Regions from separate parts of the Sus scrofa genome. Here all the other regions are linked to region 1. Evidence: chromatin contacts called from public Hi-C and HiChIP or PLAC-seq data. All regions are on one chromosome and are shown on one strand. The core of a region is the stretch at or near the end of the contact, and the rest is flanking DNA. Distances in the headings are between cores, read along the strand shown.

Evidence for each region. Hi-C and Micro-C count contacts between places; a contact is called where the count stands out from the background. HiChIP or PLAC-seq counts read pairs in DNA pulled down with a chosen protein or histone mark.
Region 2: a contact with region 1 is called in an H3K27ac HiChIP or PLAC-seq map of alveolar macrophages. The contact joins the enhancer-like site here to the promoter of PSMD7 in region 1. A contact is called at or near these places in 4 of 47 Hi-C or Micro-C datasets (fibroblasts, omental adipose tissue, retroperitoneal adipose tissue and 1 more) and 2 of 2 datasets of contacts at active chromatin or transcription factors (alveolar macrophages and skeletal muscle).
Region 3: a Hi-C map of heart right ventricle shows a contact between it and region 1, with 3 times the contacts expected there. The contact joins the promoter of WWP2 here to the promoter of PSMD7 in region 1. A contact is called at or near these places in 1 of 47 Hi-C or Micro-C datasets (heart right ventricle) and 1 of 2 datasets of contacts at active chromatin or transcription factors (alveolar macrophages).
Region 4: a contact with region 1 is called in an H3K27ac HiChIP or PLAC-seq map of alveolar macrophages. The contact joins the promoter of NQO1 here to the promoter of PSMD7 in region 1. A contact is called at or near these places in 2 of 5 promoter capture datasets (fetal liver and liver), 20 of 47 Hi-C or Micro-C datasets (adipocytes, brain, embryonic fibroblasts and 13 more) and 2 of 2 datasets of contacts at active chromatin or transcription factors (alveolar macrophages and skeletal muscle).

Annotation. Positions count from the first base shown.
Region 1 is chr6:17,045,936-17,049,737 of Sscrofa11.1, forward strand. PSMD7 (26S proteasome non-ATPase regulatory subunit 7) reads left to right here and starts at 1,485. Exons shown (of 7, transcript XM_021093860.1): 1 at 1,485-1,677; 2 at 3,795-3,802. The coding sequence starts at 1,604.
Region 2 is chr6:17,205,772-17,209,506 of Sscrofa11.1, forward strand. The region is part of intron 1 of WWP2 (NEDD4-like E3 ubiquitin-protein ligase WWP2); the gene reads right to left. Among named protein-coding and RNA genes, the nearest start is that of WWP2, 20 kb to the right of the region's middle. Within about 2 kb of position 1,845, at least 1 of the 83 cell types and tissues checked has an H3K27ac peak or open chromatin away from gene starts, as enhancers often do. A contact at or near this core is called in alveolar macrophages, where this site is marked.
Region 3 is chr6:17,225,939-17,229,747 of Sscrofa11.1, forward strand. WWP2 (NEDD4-like E3 ubiquitin-protein ligase WWP2) reads right to left here and starts at 2,044. Exons shown (of 24, transcript XM_021093861.1): 1 at 1,901-2,044.
Region 4 is chr6:17,290,397-17,294,523 of Sscrofa11.1, forward strand. NQO1 (NAD(P)H quinone dehydrogenase 1) reads left to right here and starts at 2,566. Exons shown (of 6, transcript NM_001159613.1): 1 at 2,566-2,824. The coding sequence starts at 2,818.

The sequences.
Region 1 (3,802 bases), core at 235-2,734:
GATTTCTTATATCTCCCTCTGTATTCAGCCGAATGAATTCCTTCCCTAGAAGTGGCTACAAAATCAGTTATGATTTCAAGTCAGTTCCACTTTAAAAAAAAAGAAAAAGAAAAAAAATAGGGCAACATGGAAAATACATTATGATTTTAAGTTGTCTTCCTTATAGTCTTTATATATTTTAGCCGCCCAAAATTCTTCCTTTAGACTCCAAGCTCTTTGTCTAACAGATCTATGTCTACCCTCTGTTGAACAGCATCACACAAGAGATGAAACAAGAGAATCTACTTTAAACACCAGCAAGCATGCTTTAACTCACAATGGGGCTGACTTAAATGTTCTCAATTTACAAGTTCTATTATCTTAAGAAGTAGCAGAAATCACCTGATAGCCAAATCAAAAACACTTTAAAAAACGAGGAAAATACAAAACAGTGTTCTCAAAAGTAGGAAGAGTACATGAAATAAAAGTGAGGGGTAAAATCCATAAAGAATATCAAAAGCTCCCTGACTATACTGGAAGGTGGCTAAGATTCAGAGCAAAATCTCCTGGTCATTTTTCAGAGAGGTCAGATCCTCCGTGACCCAGGGAGGTAAAAGGTGTTTAAAAAGAGGATGAACAGTAACTAAATAATTCAAGTTGCGTAAGTATTATTTTTGTTGACAGAAACAGCAACTTATAAGTCAGTCCGGCGACTAAACTTGCATGGATTTTAAGTCATTTGCGTCTTTCTGCAAATAACCTTAAGTCCTTTTAGTATTTTTAGTATTTCCCCTTTTAGTATTTTTTCTACATTTCCCCTTTTAGTATTTTTTCTCTTTCTCAGCGAAAAATGAAAACACATTTTCTTCTTGCTTCCCATCTTTTTCAATCTTTTTCTAAGTTTTTATTTGAACATCAACCTGTATGAATGATCTGACTCTAGGCACAAACGGCATTATTCTATCCTTTGTTAAATGGTAAGTAATATAAAGATAGGTGGAAAAATACAGACAGGCTGATTGTTTGCTTATCATCTATAGCGAAGACTAAGGAGAAATTCCCTGACAAGATGATAATGAGATAAACTATCATATCTACTTAAAGGGAATGCCCTAATGCTGGAGACTTAAAATTAGTTCCTCTAAGAAATTGTAGACGACTCTGACTAGAAGCAAAGGTCAACATTTGCTGAATGGTGGAACTACTACATATCACTGTTTACATTTTTTTCTTAGTATTTTCTCGAGATTTCCGATGGGGGAGGGGAGTTGGGAAGGCATGGAAGCGAAAAGCCACCGTGGGTAACGGTACAAGCGAAACACCAGGAGGTCAACCTCTAACGTCTCCAGTGTCCCTTTAGCTATCAAGACCCCGGAAATTCGCAGCCAGTCACCTGAGGCGGATTCCGCCTCCCGGGAACTTGCCCTCCTCAAGTTGGCAGCGGGAGCGACAGCCCGCTCCCGGCGCGCGCAGCACCCTGGGAGCGGAAGAAGGGGCCGCGCGGCAGCGGCCCAGCCGGAAGAGGAGGAGCCGGGCCTGGAGGATCCCAAAGAGTCGCTGCCGCTCTGGCCGCCGGCGTTTGCGGGTCGCGGGGAGCAGGGCCTGGCGGGCGGGGTGTGTCGCGATGCCGGAGCTGGCTGTGCAGAAGGTGGTGGTCCACCCCCTGGTGCTGCTGAGTGTGGTGGATCATTTCAATCGGTGAGCGGGCGACACGGGGCGGCCTACCCGGGCCGGTGGCGCCGCCGCTGCTGAGTCACGGGCGCGCTGGGGACTGCGCGGCGGCCGCGGGGGCGCTGATGGACCAGGAGGGCCCTGAGTCGCCGAGGGTCCCAGACCAACCTCCTTTCGCGAAGCCCAAGACACCTGGCATTGTCTCCCACGCCGCCCAGCCGACGCTCCGGGAACTGGGCTGCTGGTTCCTTTTACCTAGTCCGTTCGATGCCAGAGTCTGGGAAGCTTCTCTTGGCCTTGATTCCCAGGCCTCGTGCCCGTCTGTCACTTCGTCCGCCCCCTTTTGCCAAAAAGACTTGATGTCTCGTAGTAAAGCCCTTCAGACTCGCGCTTTTTGCCTGTGAAGGCTGTCAGCGAAATTCTGGTCTCAGCGCCTGGAAGAGCTGTGGTTTTAACTTGTGAGAGTTTCGAAGTGGGAATCGTGTTTGACGACAGCTTAAAATGTAGATGAGGTGTCAAGTCTGCTTTGGGTTTTGTTCTTTGTATTATTTTGTTTTTAATGAGACCAGTTGGAGATTTGGGCATTAATGAATAAGGTAACATCCCACAGATGTTTCTTCCGCCTTTGCTTGCTTGTTTGTGAGCTGTTCGTCTCGCTGGACCTGTTACACGTGTTCAGAAGTTTTACCAGATAGTTACTTGATTTGGAAAACTGCAAGACCCAGTTGGGAGCATTTGCTGTAAAGTCAGAGTTGCTAAGTGCTCATTCTCTTGCAACTTGCTTTGTACAGCTTCTTCAAAACAAACTCCAGACTCCTGTGAGGTTTAGGGTCCCCATTTCAGTTCTGTTGCTTTGTAGGAGCCTTAGCCTAACAGGATATGCAAGCTATCGCACTAAAAATAATTACTGTTTTTCTCCTGTAGGATACTAGAGGTGCTAAGGGAGGGATCATTTCAGTTCTATTCTGTAAGTTCAACAAACACTTGCTAAGGGCCTAGTGCAGGCAGACACTGTGAGCTGCTCTGTCAGATAACAGTTGTAGTGTTTTTAAGAAGGCAGATGGATTTTTGTAGATCAGAAGAAAAGCCCTGAGTGTGGAAGTTTCCTTTAAGCAGAGATTTCCAAAAAAACAAGAACCACCAGAATAGAAAATCCTTAACTTTGTTTCATCCAAACCCTAAATATAGTAAGCATTTATAAATTTGCCAAACCATATGTTTTGATAAATACAGTTAAATCATTGTGAAAGCAGCAGCTGTTAAGGAATTGTACTTCATTTCACAGTGGCTTTTGTCTTTGCTTTGAACATAGAATTGTATTGTTTCTGTATGTCTCATTTGTTAATGGTTAAAGGAGAATTCTACATGAAAACCAATGAAATTAGATTATGTAAGCAAAACAGTTGTAGTTCCTTAAGACAGAATCACTGATGAGGTTTGATATGGAGAAATTCTGAAATAGTCTTTCTCATTCATTGAGCCCTCCTACCAGCATGATTAGTCACCAGCTCACTTCCAGCTTCTGCCTCATTAAGCCATTCAGAGGGACCACAAATGGCACACAAATGCCTCTGGATCGGAATGGTTTTCTGAGCCTCTATTTGATACAAAGAGTTAAAAACATCTAGTGGAAATTGTTGACAGAATAGATGCTCCGGGGAAGCGTTGGCAAGGTGGGCCATAAAACTGGATCTACTTTAGTATCTTTATCCCTGAAACGATTTGAGGCTAGAGAAGATGGGGAAAGTTTAAAAGAGAAAGACAAGCTGCAAAGAAAAACTGAAGTTAAATATGGTAACATTAATGTGTAACCAAACACCAACTGTATAACATTTAAGACACCAAGATCTGGGGAGTTTTCACTTTCTCCATTTTAAATGTCTATACAAGTTTGAGATTTTTTTCCAGGCATGTATTAATTTGCAGTCAGGAGTGAGTAAAGCTGCCAGTGTACCAAGTTCGTGAATTACCCGTTATATTCATTAGAAATTAATTATTAAGGCCTAACCTATTACTTTTGTTTAGTGGGATTAGTTCTCAGCTAAGCCAGTGTGTGTACCATTGATATTTCCTGTTGGGCATCTTATTGTTGAGTCCACTTCTGTCTGTGCTCATCCAGACTGACCTTCTGTTTTTTCATTTAGAATAGGCA
Region 2 (3,735 bases), core at 595-3,094, 160 kb after region 1:
AAGAGCCAAGACTTAATAAAATTAGTCAGTTTCACTGCGTCACCAAGCACATTCCTATGTGAAACTGGCTTTTTCTTGCCTTTTTACTGAGTGTGCCATGGTGAGAAACACAAGACAACAGCCCAGGACAGTGGCACTGCCCTGATTTGTGCTGTGGCACCAACACTTTTCACTCACCGTTGCTCTTGCATGAGTGCAAATGCATCGAAGTTAAAAAGGCGAAGTTGGAGTTCCCGTCATGGCACAGCAGGAATGAATCGGAGTAGGAACCATGAGTTTGCGGCTTCGATCCCTGGCCTCGCTCAGTGGGTTAAGGATCCAGCGTTGCTGTGAGCTGTGGTGTAGGTCACAGGCACGGCTCGGATCCCATGTTGCTGTGGCTCTGGCGTAGGCCAGAAGCTATAGCTCCGATAAGACCCCTAGCCTGGGAACGACCATGTGCTGCGGGTGCGGCCGTACGAAGACAAAAAAAAAAAAAAAAAAAAAAAAAAAAAAACACTATGAAACTCCTATTCTACTCAACATCATTTAGCCCTGCTTTCGTTGTATTTGTACCTGATCTCTTCTTTCAACTCCCTGTTCTAAAGAGCTGTTCAGCCTTAAAACGTGGTTATTACTTCACCATATGACTCTACAAATGGAAGCCTTTTGTATGAGATTAAATGCAGTGACAGAGAATTCACACTGATTTTGACATTTTCCACAGCTGAAGTCAAAGAAGTCTATGCTTTAAGATTTTAGCCAGAACAAAACAAAACTACGTGCTTGCCCTATTTATAACATATAGCCAGTCCAAAAAAAGTCTAAGTGACCAGTTTTTCCCTGAACTAGTCTGTAACAGGCATTGTACTTCAATCTCATAGAGGGAGCAGCCGTGGAAACCTCTGAAACGTAGTGGGAAACATACAGGAATACGATACTAAAACGAACACGAGAGTTAGATGACGGCCTCCTGGCAGCATCTGACACAATGGATGACTCTGCGAAGCCTTGAAATGCTTTCTCCTTGGCCTCCCGGACACCACACCTGCCTGATTCTCGTCCTGCCTCTCTGGCTGCTTTTTCTCAGCCTCCTCTGTTGGCTCCTTCTCTGCGGACCCTCTGACCCTCCGAGTGTCCGGTAGCTCAGACCCTGCATGTCTTTCCTTGGTGATCTCAATCATCTCATGGCTTTCAATACCACCTATTCACGGACAATCCCATGGTGGTGTATCTGGTATAAACGTCACCCCCGAACCTCAGATGCTCTTTGTCTACTGATAAAACAGAGCTTCTGACACTTGCCCTCAATCCTGTTCTGCATCTCAGTGGTGAATGACAACTCCTTCCACCCCCTGGCTCAGGCCAAAATTCTGGGGCTCATTCTTGCTTCCCCTTTCCCTCGGACACCCCACATTCAATCTGACAGTAGATCCCGTTGGCTCTACCTTTAAAACATCTCCCAGCTCCAACATTTCCCTCCACCTCTGCTGTCCCTGCCTTGGTCCACAGCACCATCAGCTCTCAGCGGGACTGATGTTTTTCCTGCTTTTGCCCTCTGCACCCTTCAATCTAATTTCTACGTTTAGCAAGAGTCATGTTTTTCTATTATGTAATCAAATCATAGCACTCTGCTTTGCAGAAGCTGGAAGCTATCCAGTGGCTTCCCACCGATCTCCAAAGTCCTTGAAATGACCCTGAGGGCCTACGTGATACACCACCACATACCCCTCTGACCCCACCTCCCATTCCTCTCCTCCCTTGCTTCTTCCCCCCAAAGCTTCATGGGCCTCCTTGCTGTTCCTTGAACATGCCAGACATGTTACCCCGTCAGACTTCTACTTCTCTGTCTATAATGTTCCTTTCCCAATTGTCCACATGTGCAGTGGAAGTTCCCGCCACAGAAGTGACAATGACAATGCCAGATCCTTTACCACTAAGCCACCAGGGAACTCCCCAAATGTTGCCCTTTTTTTTTGCTTTTTAGGTCCTCACCCACAGCATATAGAGGTTCCCAGGCTAGGGGTCCAATCGGAGCTACAGCTGCCGGCCTACACCACAGCCACAGAAACGCAGGATCCAAGCTGCATTTGCGACCTACACCACAGCTCACAGCAATGCCGGATCCTTAACCCACTGAGCAAGACCAGGGATTGAACCCACAACCTCATGGTTCCTAGTAGGATTCGTTTCCGCCGCACCACGACGGGAACTCCAAGTGTTGCTTTCTTAAGTAGGCCTTCCCTAAGCACCCCCTCATCCCCACCTCTCCACACACACTGTACCCATCTTCTCCAGTTTACCTTCCCTCCTTGGCATTTTCACAGTCACGGGTCATACTGTACTGGTTTATCGTACTTACTGCGTCCCTCCTCTAGAAGGTAAGCTCCATGAGGGCCGAAATATGTGTCCCACCTCTTGGCCCTTGTAATCTACTGTCTAGGACAGTGCCTGGCTTCTCATAAGAACTCCATAAATATTTATGGAACAAATGAGCATCGATTTTCTGCAATTCAAAAGGATGTTTGACTCCGTTAAAGTTGTTTTGGTAGAGCAATAAACAGAACCGCTCTCTTTGACTCATCAGATTGGCAAGAGATTAGACATCTAACAATAGTGTTGGTAAGAAGCCTCACAGACTGCTGGAGGCAGTGCAAATGAGACCTCGAGGCAGGTCCAATTAGATGGCATCTGGCCGCCTGTGGGAGAATTAAAGATGCATATATCGTACCTCCCAGGATTCTACTTCTAGCTGTTTGCCAGGGAAATTTTCCCTTTTTTTTTTTTTAGGGCCACACCCATGGCATATGGAAGATCCCAGGCTAGGGGTCGAATTGGAGTTGTAGCCACCCGCCTACGCCACAGCCACAGCAACACAGGATCTGAGCCACTTCTGTGACCTACACCACAGGTCATGGCTACCCCAGATCCCTGACCTATGAAGCAAGGCCAGGGATCAAACCAGCATCCTCATGAATAATAGATTCGTTTCCACTGCGCCACAACGGAAACTCCTTGCCAGGGAAAATTTTCCAACAAATGCAGAAGAAGCCACGTGCGAAGTTGTGCATCAGAGCAATGTTTATAACAGCAAAAATGTGTAAATAATCTACGAACTGATGGGGGAATAAATCGATTGTGAAATATTTATAAAATGGGATGCTACATAGGTATTGAAATATATGCATTCAATCTACATGTACAAACCCAAATTATAATGCCAAGAGGAAAAAAAAAGGCAAGGGGTAGCCTAAGTATAGTACATAGTATGATGCCACGGGTCTACACTTGAACTTGAAATGACGTTATCCATTGTGGTGGACACACATAAATGGAATTAAAGTGCAGAAGCACGGACGGGAAGGAACCACGCCAAGTGCAAAACAGAAGTTACCTCTAGAGTAGCAGAGGAGAGAACATGGGAATTGGAGTGAATAGAGGCCAAAGGAACTTCAACTCTATCTGCAACAGTTCATTTTTTTAAAGGAAAAAGTTCTAAAGCAAATACGGCAAAATGTTAATATTCATTAAATCCAGATGGTGGTTTTTATGATGGTTTGTCATCTTATTCTCTGAACCTCTTCATATGTTTGATCTTTTTCATAATTTAATAATTTGAAGGGAAAAAAAAGATGGTATCTTGAGTAACGAAGGAAAGACTAATGATTACAAATGAAGCCTTGGGGCTTTTAGCAACAGAGGTTAAAGCACTAAAAGTTAGAAATCCATTATTTATAGACTTTAAAAAGAAAAGTT
Region 3 (3,809 bases), core at 794-3,293, 180 kb after region 1:
AGGCCTGGGCATGAGTCCCTGCTCAGTCATTCACGACTTCTAGATTCTCAAACAAGGACTTCACTAAGCCTCAGTTTCTTCAACTGCAGAATAGGGACAATTTCAACCTTCAGAGGATCATAATGAAGACTGAATAAGCTCTTTTTTTCTTTTTTTGGGGGGGGAGGTGGATGTGGAAGTTTGAGGGCCAGGGATCAAACCCATGTCACAGCAGTGACTCCAGCCATAGCAGTAACAATGCCAGATCCTTAATCTGCTGAGCCACCAGGGAACTCCCATAAGCTTTTTTTACTATGGGAAAGTAGTCACTAAATAAGAGATTGAGAAGCCAACCCAAGCCAACCCAACCCCACACCTATCATTTTCTTATAGACCAAACAACAAAATGGCAAGCTCATTTACCAAGAAGAAGAGGCAGGACTCAGATTCAAATCTCTTCTCCACTTACAGGTCTGTGACCTTTAGAAATTCATTTATTCACCAAAAACTTACCAAGTGCCCATAGCACACCTGGCTCCAGGCTAGTTGCCAAATAAGCCAAATAAGATATAAACCCCGCCCTTTGAGGAATTTGCAGTCTATCAGAAAGAAAGAGAACAGCAGACAAGAAAACACAAAAAAATTGTCAACAAAATCCAGTCTTCTGAGATCTGTTTGTTCACTGTGAAATGAGAATAAACATCTTCCTAATCTAACTCCCAGGGCTGTCACAGAAATCAATTTTTAAATGTTTGTCAAACATTCTAAAAACTTGAACTCAAAACACATTAGCAAGGTACTTTTTTTTTTTTTCCTACTTGTAACCCAAAACAACTCCAGCTCCTGGGACTGTCCAGTTTGAACATTCACTTCTATTACATCACATCCATGAAATGCATTCCACTTTTGCAAATGTTAGTAAACACAAGAAAAAGCGGGTGAACAGCCTTAACACAGGTATTTAATCTCAAAATCATGATCCAGGTCACAGTTCTATGGAACACAACACAGACCTTCCAGTCATGCTAGCTAGTTACAGTTTGTCAAGATAAGCAGTCACATGGCAAAGGAAACTGAATAATTTAAACTCAAGAAAGAAAAAGTCATAAAGCAGGGTAGGTAGATACCGGCCAAGGTTACTGCAGTCGCTGTTAGGTGAGGTAATGCTGGGATTGGACCGTGCTCAACAGTTTAAGCTAAAAGCCATTTTACAGCCAGAGCAAAGTGCCCACGCTCTTTTCTTAAGCCCAGAAGTTGATCTGATCTGTGGAAATTTCAAAGAAACATGATCTGAAAGGCTAGGTTCTCAAGAAGTAGAAACCCTACCCAAGCAGGACTAAGTGGGCGTGACGAAAGCAAAATGATCAAGATTCTCTGATCCCTCCTGAAGTTTAGAAACTGAATGGGACCAAAATCAAAGTCTCGGGTACCAATCATTGCCAAAGAGGAAGGAAGGAAGAGGCGCTCAAGCGCGGTTCAGGCAGCATCTTCCTCCTGATTTTTCCTTCCACGTCGTTCGCCAATTCTCAGGCGACCCATTCTAGCTCAGTCCCAAGTTGCCCCTTCCTCCTGTCCCGATCCCGCCACAAAGGTCACTCCTCTTCATCCCTGGCACCTAAGATGCTTGTCCCTTCCAGGAGGACTTGCTGGCCACCGCACTTATGCGTGCCTTGGCGCCCACCTCGGAGTTGCCCCCGCACCGCCCGCAGCGCGCCCACCCCGCTCGGGCGGGAGCCGGGACACCCCTCCTCGGAGGCCGGAACCGCCGCGCCAGGCCCCTCCCACAGGAAGCCACCGCCCCCCGGCGCCCGGGCCGCGCCGCCCCTGGCCCACCCCGCGCTGCCCGCTGCCCGCTGCCCCAGGCCAGCCCCGCGCCCCCGCCAGCCTGCCCGCCGCGCTGCCCCGCGCCGGCGCTCGCTACCTGACGGGACCACAGAAGCGGAGCCCAACTCCTCTCCCACTTCCGCCTTCGACCGCCCGCACTCGGGCCAGGTCACGTGACCACGCGTGGTCACCTGACCCGGAAGAGGCTGGCCGTACCTGCAGGTGTGGGCAACCTAGGCCAGGCCTGGGAACCTTTAGCCAGAAAGCCTTCTTATCCTTTGTATGTTTAAAAATGGGAGGGTTTTCCCCTCGTCAGATGGTACCCGAGCAATCAAGTAAATTGAGGGCTCGGTGAGTGCCAGGAGCTTCATTTACTCCTCCCATCGAGCCCAGGGGCGTCTCTGTCAGCCCCATTTCACAGGTGAAAGGAGGCTTTCAGTCAATTAAGTCAGCGGTTAATTTACTGACTTAAAATATCCTAGGGTCACCAGATAAAATACAGGGCACCCAGTTAAATATGAACTTAAGATAAAAAATATGTAATATGTAGGTGTGCCCCAAATACTGCCTGGTACATGTTTATACTAAAAAACTATTTGTGGTTGATGCTCATATTTAATTGGGCAAATTGGGTTTTAATTTGCTATACCTGACAACCTTAAGCCTACTATGTGCCAGGCAGGGTTCTAGATTCTAGAAACACACAAAAGTAACTTTTGTGGAGCATCTGTTTTGTTTTGTTTTGTCTTTTTGCCATTTCTTGGCCCGCTTCCACGGCATATGGAGGTTCCCAGGCTAGGGGTCTAATCGGAGCTGTAGCCGCCGGCCTACGCCAGAGCCACAGCAACGCGGGATCCGAGCCGCGTCTGCAACCTACACCACAGCTCAGGGCAACGCCAGATCCTCAATGCCAGATCCTCAGCCGACTGAGCAAGGCCAGGGATCGAACCCACAACCTCCTGGTTCCTAGTCGGATTCATTAACCACTGAGCCACGATGGGAACTCCGGAGCATCTGTTCTTGTGACATAAAGCAAAAGTAAAAAGACTCCAGAACCCTTGCTGGGGTTGGTAAAATGCCCACCACACCAATCGAACCCCTATTTCCTTAATATAAAGAGTCAATAGCACTTTATGAATTAGAAAAAAAAATTAATCAATATACTTTACTGATGGTAGGGAATTCAGTTTTGACAAGTTGAAGGAAGGCTCAATTTTTCACTCTTCATCACCACAAACTAAAATGAAGACTAATCACTTAATTAGCTTTAAGCACTGTGCACTGATTATTCTGTTATTTTTGGGTCTTCCCGTTCAGAGTGATCCTATTATGCATACAAATTAAATTGGTTGAGCACTTAGTCTCTGCTTTTCCTATTTCCACTCCAGATCCATCCAGGAGATGGCCTTTCAAGGAGCTACAGCCTTTCTGAATACCGTAATTCCTATATGAATCCCATCTATAAACCTATTCAAACTTCTTTATTTCTCTCACCTCATCTCCAACTACTCTTCCACTCAGTACCCTGCTTCAGCCACTCTGGCCTGAGGGCCTTTGGACTTGCTTTTCCCTCTTTCTGGAAAGCTCTTTCCCCAGGTAGTCAGTTGGCTCACTCATCTCTTTCAGATATTTACTCAACCACCCCTCTCAGTGAAGCCTTTCGTAATCACCCTATTTTTTTTCAGCCGTGCCTGCGGCATGTGAAAATTCCCAGGCCAGGGATATGACCCACACCACAGCAATGACGTGAGTGGCTGTAGTGACAATGCCAAATCTTAAACCACTGTGCCACAGGGGAACTCCAGCATAGGAGATTTTGAAAAGACACATAAAAAAATATGAAATGTGTCATTGTAAAAGCGCCCCCCCCCCAAAAGTTAAAAAGTAAAATGAAATGTTCATTTAAGGAAAAAGACAATCTACTTAGAGAAGACACACAATTAACTACAATGCAAAGCAGAAATAGGAACTGCTCATTAAGTGACAGAACTGAAATGTCTTAAGTG
Region 4 (4,127 bases), core at 1,316-3,815, 250 kb after region 1:
TCGCCATTCCCTCCTGGGTTTCGGCACCAAATGTTAGGTTTGCCGAGGGAGGAAGGCGCAAGGCCAAGCTGGTAAAGCAAGAGAGATTGATGCAGACATCAGAGGGGGGCGGGCTGAGCTCAAGGTGGCACCAGCCCTGACCGTGAGGACGGGCTGGCCTTATAAAGGACCTGTGACTGGAATCTGTGGCTGGAGTTCAGGGCGGGACCTTGGGGCAGGAACAAAGAAGGAGGAGGGGAAGGTCCAGGGAGGAGTGGGTAGGGGGCCGATTCCTGTGACAGAGGGCACTTAACCCATAGGAGGTTAATCTGGGCAGGCAGGTGTTTTCCGCAGGCCATTGTTTCTATTTTGGGAGGGGGTGTCCACAGCAGGTCTGCAAGGTGAACAGTCACATTTGGGGGGTGGGGGTCTGTCTCCATCCTCCTGGGAACCTATCAGAACCCATATGCCAGGACTTGAACCCACCCTAAACCCAGACTGGGACTTGAACCCAGGGTTTTAAATTTGAATCACTCACCTGGTGTCTGGACTCACTGAAGTTCAGGTTCTTCATGCCTCCACACAGAAGGAATTCAGCCAGAGACAAAGGATAGGCAAGAAACAGATTTATTGAGATGGGACGCTTGGGAGAGAGGCCAGTGGGCTGGCAAGGAGGCTCGGCCCCAGGACCAGGTGGGCTAGTTTTATCATCCAGGGGAGTGGGGTGGGAAAAGCCCGCCTCTTCCTTTCTGGGTGTGGCAGCTCCTCCTTGATCATCCGGTATTCAAATCAGGTGGTCCTTAAACTCCAGCTCTAGGTCTGAACCTGAATGCACACCCCATCCCATCCCCACCCACCCACACCCAAAGACCTGAGGCAAATCTCACGCCTACACTCGTCCAGCAAGCCTGCATTGTTTTGATGGTGTTCTTGAGCAATTATTAACTTACAGTGATTTCCCAAAGTCCCCTATGTTTCCCTCTCTAAGATCCTTTATCGGGACTTTTTTTTTTTGGCATTTCTTGGGCCGCTCCTGTGGCATATGGAGGTTCCCAGGCTAGAGGTCTAATCGGAGCTGTAGCCACCAGCCTATGCCAGAGGCACAGCAATGCAGGATCCGAGCCGCGTCTGCAACCTACATCACAGCTCACAGCAACACCAGATCCTTAACCCACTGAGCAAGGCCAGGGATCAAACCCGCAACCTCATGGTTCCTAGTTGGATTCGTTAACCACTGTGCCACGATGGGAACTCCTACAGCTACCTGTGCCTACTCCATCCCTATCAGTATCAGGAACTCCTTAACATGTTTTTTTTTTTTTTTTTTTGGTCTTTTTAGAGCTGCACCTGTGATCCCAGCTGTGTCTGCAACCTACCCCCCCAGAGCTCAGGGCAACGCTGGAGTGAGGCCCAGGATCAAACCTGTGTCCTCATGGATACTACTCAGATTCGTTTCCGCTGAAACACGATGGGAACTCCACATTTTAGGGGGGTTTCTTTTTTATTAATATCACTTTTTTTTTCTTTTTTGCTCTTTTTTTAAGTGCCACACCCTCGGCACGTGGAGTTTCCCAGGCTAAGGGTCTAATCGGAACTACAACTGCCGGCCTACACCACAGCCATAGCACACGTCTTCAATCTACACCATGGCTCACAGCAATGCAGGATCCTCAACCCACTGGGTAAGGCCAGGGATGGAACCTGCAACCTCATGGTTCCTAGTCAGATTGTTTCCACTATGCCACAACGGGAACTCCCACATTTTAGTGTTTTAATCTGCCATGACTTTTTTCTGCAAATTGACTTAACAGAGCACTCAAGAGTTCTTTATCTTGATTACTGAGTTTTCTCATTTTCTTAAATCTTGTCTCTCCCTCACCCCAGGAATCTCAACCTGAACTGTTCTGGCCCCCTCTGAATTTTCTTACTTACCCTTTGTAAGGTTTCTGAAGGGTACACTTTAAGATTCTGTTTCTTTTTCTTCTGCCTTTTGACACTGACTTCTCTCTGTTCTGTAGACAAAGACTTGAGCTTTTAACTTTGTAGAACTTAAAAACTTTTGCTCTACGCTGTTCAAACTGCTCTAAGCAGGGTTTTGAGTAAAGCCACTACACTTTTATCTGTCTGGACTATTCTTTAAATGCTTTTCCTTACTGCTATCTCCTGCACAAGACTCGGACTAGCTCTTGGGGGAGAGGGGAGAACAAAACCAATTAGTTCCCCCATTGAGAGGAGGAGGAGTACATTCTAGGGGACCCCCCACCCCGCGCGCACCAAGTGCAGAATCCAAACCTTGCAAAAGCTGAAACAAACTCATTTCCCCAGGAGCAAGTCTCTCTGGTCGCCTTAGCCCTCAAAACCTACGTCTAGTCACAGTGACTCAGCGAGATTCTGAGCGAAAGGATGGGAGTCCCCCGCGTCCTCCTTTTGTCCGGCCAATTCCGTGCGGAAGCGATTTCCTGGGGCTGGGGAGGCACGAATGACGCGCCCAACGGAACCCGGACCCCATTGGTTACATCCTCCCACCTTCGCCCCGACCCCAGAGGCCCCTCTCATTCTCTGCCCCCTGGGCACCCTTCTCGCACGCGGGTCCCTAAATTTGCCAGCTGCCGAGGTGAGCCCCGCCCTGCACCCCAGGGCCCATGGGGCGGCTCCGCCTTTGCTGGTCCCCCAGTCTGTGGGCCGGGCCAGATCGTGTATAAAGTAGCCGGGCGCTCCGCCGGCAGCACGAGTGACACCTCCCAGGTCGCAGCCAGAGGACCTACAGCCCCCCGCGCCTTCCCAGCTTGAGTCGGCCCGGCAACCAGCAGCCCGGCCAATCTGCGCGCCGCCGGAGCCATGGCGGGTGAGTGGCCCCCCCGGAGCCCTGCAGGGCTCAGCCTGCGTTTTCTTCTTCCTTGACGCAGGACTGGAGGAGTGACGGCATTAGGTCCCAGGATGAGCCCTGCCAAACACCAGGAGACGGGGAACTCCCGCTAATACTCTGACCGCACAAACCGCAGTGGGCGTTTAAGAGAGAATTGACCTTGGAAGCAACACAATTTCTCCAAAACTGGTCAGAAATCGGCCGTCAGAGGCCACACTGACCCACTGGCACAACTCGTTTGGCCTTAATAGTATTTAAAACATTTTAGAGTAAGTTACTAAGATTTGAACATAAAAATCTGGACCAAATAGGAGGAAAATTGGCTGGGGAAGCTGCTCCCTTTAGTTGGACAGATGCCAGAGCCAGCTCCCAGCTCCCAAGCCAGGAATCATTTTCGACTGTGACCTTTGGAGTGGGCACACCTGCTCTGGTATTGGCATTGGGTGCATGTTGAGTGACAGAAACTCCCTCCTCTCCTGTCAGTCTGATGCGTGGGCCCCTTTCACACATCCTGGACCAGCTGCAACACCAGGACCAGCCAGAAAGCCTGGCCCTGAGATTGCACAGTGCTAAGGTCCAGACATCTATTTCCTCGACAGGGGCAGAATTCTACCTTTCTGTAATTTCTTTCCTGTGAACCTAGTTCTGCTTTCTGAACACACACATTCAAAACACACCTCATCTTGTTAAAAGTAAGGATGGACGGGGGGGTTGTTCCCTTCGTTGACAAGCTAGTTGAACTCTGAGAAAAGGGATGCAACTGCTGGCGATGCCACAGCCATAGCAACAGCAATGCCAGATCCGAGCTGCATCTGTGATCTATACCGTAGCTTGTGTTCACGCGGATCCCGGATCCTTAACCCGCTGAGCGAGGCCACGGATCAAACCCACATCCTCATGGATCCTAGATGGGTTCGTTATCACTGAGCCACAGCAGGAACTCCCACAACCCCTTTCTTTCTTGTCAGCTTTATATCTTGCCATTCAGTTCTATATAGGTCATCAATGAAACTGCATGTTAACAGAGTACAGTTCAGTCTGAAAGGTTAGTAAAAACTCCTTAATTCAGATTGGCTGCAGTTTGAAGACAGAATTGTAATGTCAGAGCAATTACTGGGGACAGTTAGGATGCCTGGGCCACCAGAATGCACTCTTCACAAAGATCTGTGTCTTTTTTCTACACTGAAGTATCCCAAATGCCTGGAGCATAGTAGGTACTCAGTAAACCATGTAGTATTTCAGGATGGGGTGCTGGTGCCCCCCAGACAGCAGAAGAATGAAT